Linked DNA regions of Gossypium hirsutum: region 2 is linked to region 1. The links are chromatin contacts, called in public Hi-C maps. All regions are on one chromosome and are shown on one strand. The core of a region is the stretch at or near the end of the contact, and the rest is flanking DNA. Distances in the headings are between cores, read along the strand shown.

Evidence for each region. Hi-C and Micro-C count contacts between places; a contact is called where the count stands out from the background.
Region 2: a Hi-C map of hypocotyl shows a contact between it and region 1, with 3 times the contacts expected there. The contact joins the promoter of LOC107962388 here to the promoter of LOC107946959 in region 1. A contact is called at or near these places in 10 of 34 Hi-C or Micro-C datasets (anther, callus, fibers and 3 more).

The regions. Positions count from the first base shown.
Region 1 is chrA08:79,845,113-79,850,832 of Gossypium_hirsutum_v2.1, forward strand. LOC107946959 reads right to left here and starts at 3,369. Exons shown (of 15, transcript XM_016881473.2): 1 at 3,215-3,369; 2 at 2,843-2,956; 3 at 2,514-2,599; 4 at 1,238-1,328; 5 at 989-1,038; 6 at 492-561. The coding sequence starts at 2,911.
Region 2 is chrA08:80,128,106-80,134,415 of Gossypium_hirsutum_v2.1, forward strand. It overlaps LOC107962388, which reads right to left and starts at 2,951. Exons shown (of 6, transcript XM_041074486.1): 1 at 1,868-2,951; 2 at 1,706-1,788; 3 at 1,482-1,545; 4 at 1,246-1,363; 5 at 939-1,093; 6 at 275-503. The coding sequence starts at 1,927. The coding sequence ends at 414.

The sequences.
Region 1 (5,720 bases), core at 2,119-4,618:
TTTAAAATTCAAAATATTTATAAAAATTTCAAAAATTTAAATTTTTAAAAAATTATATAAAAAAATTAAAATTTTAAAATTTTTCTAAAATAATAATTTTTGAACCTAATTAATGATTCAAATTTATCATACTCAAGATTTTTTTTTTTTGCTTTGAAAAATTTTCAAATATATATGGTATTAAATTTTTGTGCTCTAACATAGAATTAATTATACTATAACAATATTTTTATTTGACAATTTTAATTTTTTTAATTTTACTCAAAACAATTTCACTCGATTCAATTCGACTCGACTCGACTTGAATTTCATTTCATTTCATTTCATTCGACTCGATTCAAAAAAATTTCAAATTGAGTTAGGATGATAAAATACGACTGGTGAACTCGAAATTTTTTTCACTCAATTCGATCGCTCACCCCTAGCTTGAATGATTACTACGTCCTCAATATATGAAGAAACCGTAAAGATAGCATATGCAGGATAATTACATTTTCATCAATATAGTATGATGGGAAAGAAAGAGTGTTGCTCTTCCCTTCAATGGACCAATCATCCTCTCTGCATATGTAAAAAAAAGTCAAAATCAGAACATAGAGAAGAATCTTAGCAACTCAATCACCATAGTTCTTCACAAAGATAATATGTAATTACTGTATCATAGAGGGTCATTTTCCAAATTGTTTAATTGCAAAATTTTCTTGATATCCAGAATATCAAAATAATGCATAAGATATGAATCTCCAATCACCATATATAACCTCCAAAATCTAATGCATACTACATAGTTGCAATATGTTGTTTCATGTTAAACTTGAGAGATTAATTCATTTATTAATATAACAAAGGATGCAAAACAAACAAGAAACTATATAGACACCAGGATGTAACGCAGGCAGTTTCAAGAATCCACATAAACTAGAATTTCTTTTCCCTCTTTTGGTGGACAAATGAAACTGAGTTGGAAGAAAGTAGAATTGAGAAGTACCTGGAAAATGTCTCATCCTCAACTTTATTGCTTCCTATGGTGTCATATACCTTCATGATCAAAATGGTAGCTCAAATGATTTAATCAACATATTGCATATACTTTCATAAAGAATTTCAAGGTAACTAAAGGTGAAGTAGCCAAATTAGCATACAGATGGGCCATTTAGAGAAAAATAACTTTTGCAAAATAACTAGCAGGAAAAGAGGGAGACCAAAATCGAAGCTTTAAGAATTTTGCATAACTCACTGGAACACAGGTGATTAACTGAAATTCACTCTGGCAAAGTGGGCAAAGGTTTGTGATTGTTGCCCAGTTGTCAATACATGCAAAACAAAACCTGAAATTCACAAGATGAACCCGCATCATCAAATTCAGAACAGGATCCAAAGACATCAGAACACTAATTGATTTTTTAATCAATCTGAATAAAATGTCACATTAAAAAAATCAAAGTAGAGAGTCAAAACAAAATAACAGTGTAGCTTCTTCTACTTAACTTTACTCCTTGAGGAGAAAGATTGAGAAATATAATCAAAAAGTGAAGGTAATAAGATTGCGGAAATGCAAGATTATGTTTCGTAATAGGATTACGAGAATGTAAGATTTTGCGTTTACAAGTTCATTTCTTTAAACATTTTTTAGTCTCAAATTTTTATAATATTAAAATAACTTAATAAATTCACTTTTATTACACCTTTATTTTATCATATGAATTCAATTTCTTTTGAAGGATCATATGAATTCAATTGAACCACAACTAAACCTAATTATGAAAATTTATTTATATGGTTTGTCTCCACACCACATGTTGATCATTTTAGGAATGACCCAAATCTGTATACAAGTCAGCTCAGCCAATTTTTGGAGGAGTGTGTGCTTACTTGTTGCAGACATTCTTAAGTACATGAAACACTGACCATAACCAAATTCTTTAACTCTTTTTTTCAAACAAGGAAAACCCTACAGTTTATATACTCACAAATCTTGTATTTACGTATGAAAAATCCATTCTTAAAGTTATTTCATGGTCGATAAAGAACATAGTTTTCTTCTTTTGCCTTGTAAGAAAAGTAGTATATTAAGGCAGGCTTTGTCAAAAAATATCCATACAAATATACAAAATAGAGTATCTGCATCAATTTTAGTTTTCAAACTTAAAAGAGAAGAAAAAAGAAGAGATATTTTGGTTTTTGTCTTAAAATATTATAAAAAGGACTATATTGATAAATATAATGAAAAGAGAAGTAATTTTGTCCTAAATTCAGATTTCGCCCGGAATATCAGATTACTAAGAAAGAGGCCATAACACCCTATACTATTACGGGATGGCCAGAATGTTGAAATCCAAACACCTTAGTCTGGAATGTATGTTAAGCGGCAAACCAAACACCCCCAAGAGAAAACTAGATGCCTACCCACACTACTAGCGCCATAAAGAAAAGGAGCTTTGCTTCTAATTAAAGATGCTGCAGGGGGTAAAGATGAAAATAGGAATAACTAGAAACAGTATGCAGAAAAATACCAGTGTTGACAGCAATCAAGAACCCCCCTGTCAATAATAATATCCATGCATATCCCGCATCTTCCGCCATCGAAATTAGAAAGATCCTGCATTTAAAAGGAAAAAGAAAAGAACACACACATTCAAGACTCTAAATCAAACAACTATCATAAACCAGTGCAAGTATTTGAATACTTTTTCCACGCATCTAACACTAGAGTTTTTCAACTTTCAGCTACAAAAATCAATGAAACTAGGATAAAATTGAAAACAAAATAAAGAATACAGTAAAATGAAATGAAATAACCGAAATAATAATAATCCGAATAATCATTTAACTAGAAGCTTACATTGTTTTGATCAATAACTGGAATAGTATCCTCCTCCAAAATTTCACTTGCAACCAAATCCACATCCATTTTTATCTTTTCAAAATTACAAACCTGTCAAGAATAAATGAAAACCTACAAGAATAACAACAAAAACCCAGTAAAATATCAAAATCATATAAAAAATCAAATGATCAAAGATACATGCATACTTAGGATCGTCTAGGTATGCATATATCGATGTTATTCAAAAACTTGATTAAGTTGCTAACCTCACAGAAATAGGGATTTTCAAAGAAGTTTAAGAGGTCAATTCAGTAATTAAATAAAAAAATAGAAATAAAAAAAGAGAGAGAGATATGAAAAATGGGAGGATTCAGAAAGATTAGTTACCTTTTAAAGCGAAAAGATTAAAAGCAAATGAAAGAAGAGTCCGCCATTCCCTTTCTCGTGTCTGTATCGCTGAAGTGAAAGATGTGATGAGGATCAAGAAAGGGTATCTTCATAACTGCGGGTTTCGAAAATTGAAAACGTTTCGACCCTGGCATAACTCAGGAGCTTAATATGCTGCCTTAAAGCCTAATATGTATCTTGGGCTTTGATATGGGGCAACTAAAGCCCAATATTTGGGCTATCCCAAGTTAATAAATAAATGAAAATGATTGTCTTCTTTTTGGCCCATTATTTTTTTCTTCTTTCTAGAAGTAGAATTAAAATAGGATTTTTTTTTTGGGTAATATGAGGAAGTAATGAGTGACCTTAAACAGCTAAAGAAACTTGTCAACAATAGTCTCTGCATTCGTCTCCCAATAAATGTCAAATATAGGTCCTAAATAAAGTTAAAACTATTTTTTTTTCTTTTTTCTTAGATCGAATCCAAGCTCTCATGTTTACAATATAATACTTTTATTACTGCATTAAGAGTTTATTGTACATATTTTCTATGTTATAATTCCAAATAAAATTCCCTATTCCATGTTACAGTTATCGGTTGTTACATTCTCTTTATTATTAAAACTAAAAGGTAAACATTCATTTAAAGAATTAAAAAAGAATCTGCTTTTATAGTCAGTTGGTACAATCCTCTCCTTATAACACCCTAAGAGTTTCTATAAGACATAAAACACTATTTTAGAATCAAATATAGTAAATTTTTAAGAAAATTAGAAAATGAGTCAAATAAAGAATTTTTATGAAATAAAAAATGATATTAGAGATGAAAATCAAAGAAAGATATTATGGATGTGGAAATGTGGCAAAAAGGATTAAATTGTAATTTTAGAAAATTACCGATACCAAATTAAGCTTTGATGTTTCATAAAATCAAGTTAAAATCATAAGGTATCGATACTTGGATCAATGTACCGAAATTTCCTTATAGTTACGATACCTTACCTTATTCTTGATACCAAATTGACCTTCTATTTGTTTGTAAAACCGATTGAAAATACTAGGCATTGATACTCTTACTAGGGTATCAATACCTTAAAGAAAATGTGACAAAAACTATCATTTGGTCCCTTTTCATGCCAAAACCAAAATTGGTTAAGATGGTGCACTTAACCACACATCATACCTACACAAAATACTCCAAAATACATACCAATCAATGCATATAGCCATTACCAATTCAAAACATCTTTGATAATAATTCAATCCAACAACTTGTTTAAAACACAAACTAGTCTTTCTTCTTCCAAGCCATTCAAATCACATACCAACGATGTTATTTCTAAGTTCAATTCTTACCATTAGCACATTTAAACAAACCATTAAAACACTATGTATATATATTAACATAACATGACCAAATCATGCTTTAATACAAATGTAAGCATTATCATTTCATAATATATATACTAGTCCAAATTCAAACCAAGCATGTAGTTACAAGTTGACTCACTTTTACTACCTATGTACATGCCACATAATCGAAATTAAAACGAGCAAAAGACTATTGAAACATTGATAGGATAGTGTGAGCTTTGTGATGGTCCAATCGACATGTTCCGTAAACTGACGATCTACAACGAAAAAGGAGATAATGGGTAAGATTTTGAATGCTTAGTAAGTCCATATTAAATTTACTTAAGACATGTTCCGTAAACTGACGATCTACAACGAAAAAGGAGATAATGGGTAAGATTTTGAATGCTTAGTAAGTCCATATTAAATTTACTTAACTTACCTTAACACTACAACAATTTTTACAATTGTCATACAATGATATCTAATATGGCATCTTTGGCAACCTTACACTTCCATAAGAATTTCAACCAATGTATCAAATGGGTTAGTTCAAAATCATATCATGAACTTATAACACAATCATATATGTATATAACATTCCATCATATAACATATGCAACTTAATTGCAACGACCCAATAGTTAGGGGTGTCGAAAAAGTGTATTTTCGGGACACTGTTTCTACAAATTGGACCTATAAATATTTTTATTAAATATTTACGGAGTCATTTTAGAGGCAAATTAAATTTTTAGTAAACAATTTTCTTGAACTAAGAGTTATTAAGGTATACAGACCAAATAGTGAAAGAGTCAAAAGTTGAATTATAGATTGAAATTAATTAAAAAGACTAAAGTAATAATTCTACCAATGTTTCTTTGGTCATAATGTAGCATTTATGATATATATTATATATTATGTTAACTTAATAAAACTTATGTTATAATAATAAATAAAATGAAAACAAAATGAAAAGAATTATAATGGAAAGTGGCATGAAAGAGAATGTTTTAATTCTCTTTTACATGCAATTTCGAAATTAGGGAGAAGCAAAGGAACTTGGACAGCCATAAGGGTTTTTAAAACATTCAAGCTTCAATTGGTTAGTCAATTTAGTTCTTTTTTTTGTAATTTTTATGTTTTTTGAATCCCG
Region 2 (6,310 bases), core at 1,701-4,200, 280 kb after region 1:
TTTTTATCGAACACTGGAGTTAAGTAGGATGTAAATATCTGTCCTACTTTAACCAGTGATCATTCGATCTTCGCTTTGGGCATGAAATAGCTTTAAAATCAGTGACCAGTATTTATTTCTTAACGGACCTATAGAATATAGAGAATTAGTCATTAAGCTCGCTTTGATGGATACATTGTGAAACCAATAAAAGATATTAAGACTTTGTTTAAATTTTTCTGTACAAGTCAATTGATGAAGCCCAAGTAAGAAATCAAAGTTTGTCATTTCTAAATTTAAGGAATCCTCGAAGATGGATGATGTTTTATTAATGGAAAGTGGCATCCTATATTTACATTCACAAGACAATTTGTTAGTAATTGTAACTTTCACCTTATATTTACAACTTACTGTTACAAAATCTGTAAATGATTCTACTTTTTACTTGAACCATTTGGAACTAAAACATCAGATTCAGAAACCACCTTGCAGCCTGTCTGCAAAGCCGATAGCCAGGTGTCCACCTACCAAAACACAGAAAATAATAAAACTCAAATTTGATCAATGCAAAATTTACATGGACACAGTGAAATTATATGATTTTCTTCAACCTTACTATATATGCTTAGAGATGTATATATAGATGATAGAATTCGAATCTCAACTTATTAGCTGTCTGTGCATAACGGTGATTATATGTACTAACCAAATAGACAAAGTCTTGAGTTGACCTTGCTATATAGAGAGAAAATTAAACATATTACACTCAGTAACATAGCTTAGCTTCATCTTAATAAATTGCAAATAAGAAAATGAAGAATTGACCTCAACTTACACAGGCTCAGAACTCAGCAGCAAGCATACTTTACAAAAATAACATGAAGCAATAACGTTTATGAGTTTAGAACAGCACATTGTACTCTGTTCATATATATGCATATTAAGGACACATTGTTTACCTGTATTTGAGAAACATGTGAACATTCATAGCGCAGTCCTTGGCGAGTTAAGATATAAAAGGAATATCGTGTTCCTTCATCTTCTCTCGTAAAACATGGCAAGGAACCTACTTCCACCACATCGGATAGTAGGGTGGAATCCTGAGGGCTCAAATCTGCAGATTGTAAATTAAGAAGTTGATTATCAAGTCATGTTTATAATTAATATACCAACCTGTTTCACGTATCCTTCAATCTTACTAGTTTAATTATTGCTTTTTCCAAGTTTAGCTCCATTTGAAACTTAATTCATCAAAAAGTTAATTACCTGTGGAGAGTAAATAGAAGAATATACATTGGCCGTGAAGAACAATGAATCGAGGAAGCCAATCGTTGACTTTGGTATCATCGATAGGAGCAGGTTCTCCGGGTAAAGCTGTCCATCTCTGAGAATTAAAGATATGTAGGAAGATCATTAACCAGAAGAGTAACAGTAACGCAAGAACAAAGAGCTGGATGCAGGATAAACTTGATACAAAGATAGCAAAATTGGAAAATGCATACGGTTCGAATGTACAAATAGCCAGAAAGTCGAGCCGATCGCAAAATCCCCTCGATATGTTCCAACCTGCAATGACACAGAAACATCATCACATGCAGAAGTATTGTATCCAAATCTGAATATTGCGTAGGAATGTTATTTGCTAGACCTCAAGAACAAAAGGTTCATATATAGCTGACCAAAATATACATAATGGTTCAAAGGACAAGATTCAGCTCTCCTTTACCGAGCTTTCATGTGAGCTTCTCTCTCTTCTATATCAGCGAGTTCCGATCTAAGTGATTCCAACTCTGCAGCCGTCAACTGAACCTGAAAATGGAGGTGACTAAGGGATGCATGATAATCAATGACAACCAAATGGGAAATTCAAAGAGGCTGTTGAATGAACCTTTTGCTGACCATTAGCACCAGTCCAAGGCAGCCCCCGCAAACTGAACAGATTCAACATGAATGCACCACTTCTCAATCTTTGCCGAGACTATAAACTGCTACGGGACCTATCCTAAAGCGGAACCCTTCAATATTGAGATAACATGTATATCACAAGAATAATCAATCACTCATGCTTCCTAGATTTAGAATTAAAATCTCATAAATCTACTGTGTCATATAATTCGTATCTAGCCCACTTACAGGGACAAGGTTTTCATGAACCGGGAACAATTAAACCATTGAATTTTCAAATTTTTTTACATCAAAGTGAATCAATTAACCCCTAATTAACAGCTCAAACTATTACAAAAAGAGAACAAATTATGCCCCATAATCGAAAGCTAAAACAACAAACTAAAAGCAAAGCAAGAAAAATAATAAAACCAAACTCCCATTAACCAAAGTAAATAAGGTAAAAAAAAAAAAAGGTTCTGCAGAGCTTACAGAAGTTGATCTCTTTTTGTATAGGCAGCAGGAGCAGAAAAAGAAAGAATAAGTTTGAAAGAAACAGATAATGATTTGGTTATAGAAAAAGAATTTCTAACAAAAGATGAAGAGATAATTTTTCTCTTATCACTGTTGTGTTAACGGGAAGTGTTTTGACTTTCCTCAAACTTGTACGTAACCATGACCGGTGGGTAGAGTCGTTCCTGTATGATCGTATTGTTTAATGTTAAAAGACCATTATACACCCATCTTCTCTTACTTTTTTCCCTTCGGCTCATGGAGTGAAAGAAAAGGCTTGATAATCTGCATTACCAACGCTGCCCCTGTTGATCCTTTGATCAATGCTAGATGCTTGATTGAGTCAAACAATTCCTTGAGCCCAATCTCTGATCCATCATTTATCTCTTCGCATCCACTGCCTAATACAATTGCTACCATACCGACAATTTTGATTTATGCGTATGCTGTTTACTCTAAGTGATAAATAGGTAAATAGAAATTCTAAAGGGAAAGTAAGTCCGAGTAGTTCCTTACTTTCGCCTTAGTGCCTTGGTGATCTAATCAAGAGATTACCCAAAATTGATTTCAGGTAACAACCTCCACGTGAATATCTTGATAGTCAAGGACAAAGCTAATAATTGTAGTACATAACTAGAGGCGCTGAGGAATATACATCAGTGGCAATTGTGCTTTCTAAGAACTTATCCTAAAGCTGGAGATGGATTTGAGTAATTGATTCTAAATTCAAGTTAAATTGACATAAATTACTAATTTATGAATTGAGGTTGAATAAGTGAGGTTAATTTGTAATCGTTCCTTTTACTTGCATTCATTTCGTACACTCTTTATATTTATTTTCTTTATTAATTGTTAACCTATATTAGTTAGTGACTCAAGTCAATTGGTTGAAGCCACTTGAACATTTTTTTATGGGTTTTGAAATTACCTCGGTTTGCACTTGTTTCGAGTTATTGTATAACATGTTTGCAACTGATCTAAACTTCTTCCAATCTTGCATACATGTTGCCATCTAGGTAATTGTTCCATAAACTCTTGTATCATTTGATTAGATGTTCCTTGTATTTCTCCATTTTTGATCATTCATCAAATTGTAACAATGGGATCTTATATATTTGGACTCAAAGAGATTTTTTATTCTTCTTTTTACCTACCTTAAAAGATGAAGTAGCAACCATGTATTTAGATTTAACAAAAACTGAAGGAGATATAAGTTTCTTAACAGTGTAATCAAGTCCATTATGGCCAGGTTTGAATATTTCAACAATTGAAATCTCATCATTTTGGCTTTCATATTTTATGAGAATGGCTTTGGCATCATTTGACTCTTGTTGTAACGCCTATTGCCCGAACTGATCGCCAGGTCTGAGCTATAAAATGTTATACTAGTTACCGAAGCAACTACAAACAATTTATAATTCAATTCACGCCATTAACATTCAATTATAGGCAATTTGAGTATATAAAATAATATACATACGTTTCTAGGTCTTATATGAGCTTTCGAAAGTTATAATGCTAACTCGAGATCAAATTAGGACAAAACTGTAACATTTTCAGAACTTCAAGTTGATGTCGCGATGTCAGGGGTTCCTTGTTGCAATGCAACATACTGACTAGGTCTCGTCCCAGCGACAAATACTCGACGTTGCATCATAGCATGGTAACTTGATCTCGTCGCGACGTGACAAACTATTTCTGCAATTTCTAATGAAACTGCAACTTGCGATTTCCAATTTAACTACTTTACACATTCATACTATAATTTCAAACAAAACATACAATCTTTATAAATCAAATATGAACAAACAACTTGATCAATAATGTACCAAAGTCACTGTAACACCCCTAATCCGTCTCCGTTGTCGAATTAGGGTTACAGAACATTACTGAAAATCGAAAACATTTAAACATCATAACATCCAATAATTTAAATGTATCACATGTAACACCCCCTAAGCCTTATCTATCCCCCGAATAGGATTACGGGGCATTACCAGTCAATTCAGTTCGATCACTTTAAATCACATTCAAACCTACTTAAAACATGTCAAATTAGACATTTTACGTGCTTATATGATGAATCTTTTTAAGTATTTCACATACATTATCAAATAGTTCAAATTCTTACCAAATAAGCCAGTTCCTACCATATACTATTACTAAATCTAAATTTACTTATTTCATCCTTACATTGACAATCCAAAATGACACATATGGACATTTTAGGTACATGCCATTACCAATAATTAATATACCTCATCACATTGAGTTCGGGATCGACCTAGGATGCTGATTCAATGGTCTGACTTTAACCTATCCTGCGCACGGAAACAAACCGTATGCTGAGTATGAACTCAGTGGTATTTCTATAATCCAAACATTAAATAGTAAAACATACACTTAATATCATTTAATGATAATAAATATTCATTTATTCATTTTATGGATAAATTCTTTACAACTCATTCAATCTTTATCATCTATTAACCCAATTAGCTTTTCAAATAAATTCACAGTCATTTAAATAATAATATTTTCCATTCATATGTCTCACTTATACTTTTGTTCACTATTCAATATCAGTAAATAATTTTCAGTATCGATCAATTTATCAGTTTCATTCAGTAACAATCAATCATTCAATAACAACTAGTCATTCAATAATATTCAATCACTTTTTAACAGTCAATTATTCAGTAACGATAAATTATTCAGTAACAATCAATTATTCAGTAGCAGTTAGTTATCGAGTAACAGTCAGTTATTCAGTAGTAGTCAGTTATTCAGTACCTTTATTTACCCTATTAACATGACTCAGACTCAGACAAATACATGGATCCAACCCACACACCGGGATAGCATACAGTGTTTAATCGGCCAGAACCGAAATACATCGTAACGGTAACAGTAACAGTAACAGTAACAATAGTGGTACGCAGAGTACCTCATCGGAATAAATCCGGAACAGTAACAGTAACAGTAAGGTACGGAGTACCTCTTCGAAACGAATCCGGAATAGTAGCAGTAAGGCGACACTTATAGTGCCTCATCGACTCAAGGTCAAAGTATCCCTGAACACTTCCAATCCTATGGCATGCTAATTATATCCGACTAGCTCGATACTATTAATAGGGTATTCAATTCACTTTCAAATTTTCCAATCAATTTACATTTTAATTAATCACATAAATTCATAATTCAATACAATTCAATTCACTTTTCAGTAACAAATATTCCAAATTCCACATTAATCACATATTCATATTTATTTTTTCACATTCCCAATTAATTTAATTTTCAATATAACATACATTCAATATTCAATTTTCACATCAATCATATATATATATCCATATAAATTTAATAAATTTATCACATACCAAATCAATCCATTTCAATTGTAAAACACAATACAAATAATTCTCACCTAAATTACTTACCATAATATTTAATCAAAATACAAGAATTAATAAATAAATTCACTTTTCAATTTCAACCAATATTCACTCCAATTCAAATAATCATCTCGATGCACTTACCATAAATATATAATAATTTCAACAATTAAATATTAAGTTCGGATTATAGAAATACAAATCGTAATTTTCAAGCTAACCCTCGTTGACTTTGTCTTTTCCTTTCTTAGCCGAGGTTTTTCGGCACAACGTTAACTATTTAAATTCCAAGCTTTAAAATTCCTATTTCTCCCTTTTCTTTCTTTCCCTTTTTACTTTCTTTCTTTCTCCCCTATTTTTCATTTCTATTCTTTGTTTCTTTTTTTGTTTTTTTCATTTCTTTTAATCTATAATTAGACTTTTACTTTTTATTCAATTTAATCCTTATACCTAATTAACCTTTCTTCACCTATCCACAATCTAATTAACCTCACAATTAACTTCGTAAATATTTCTAATAAATATTTACGAAACCA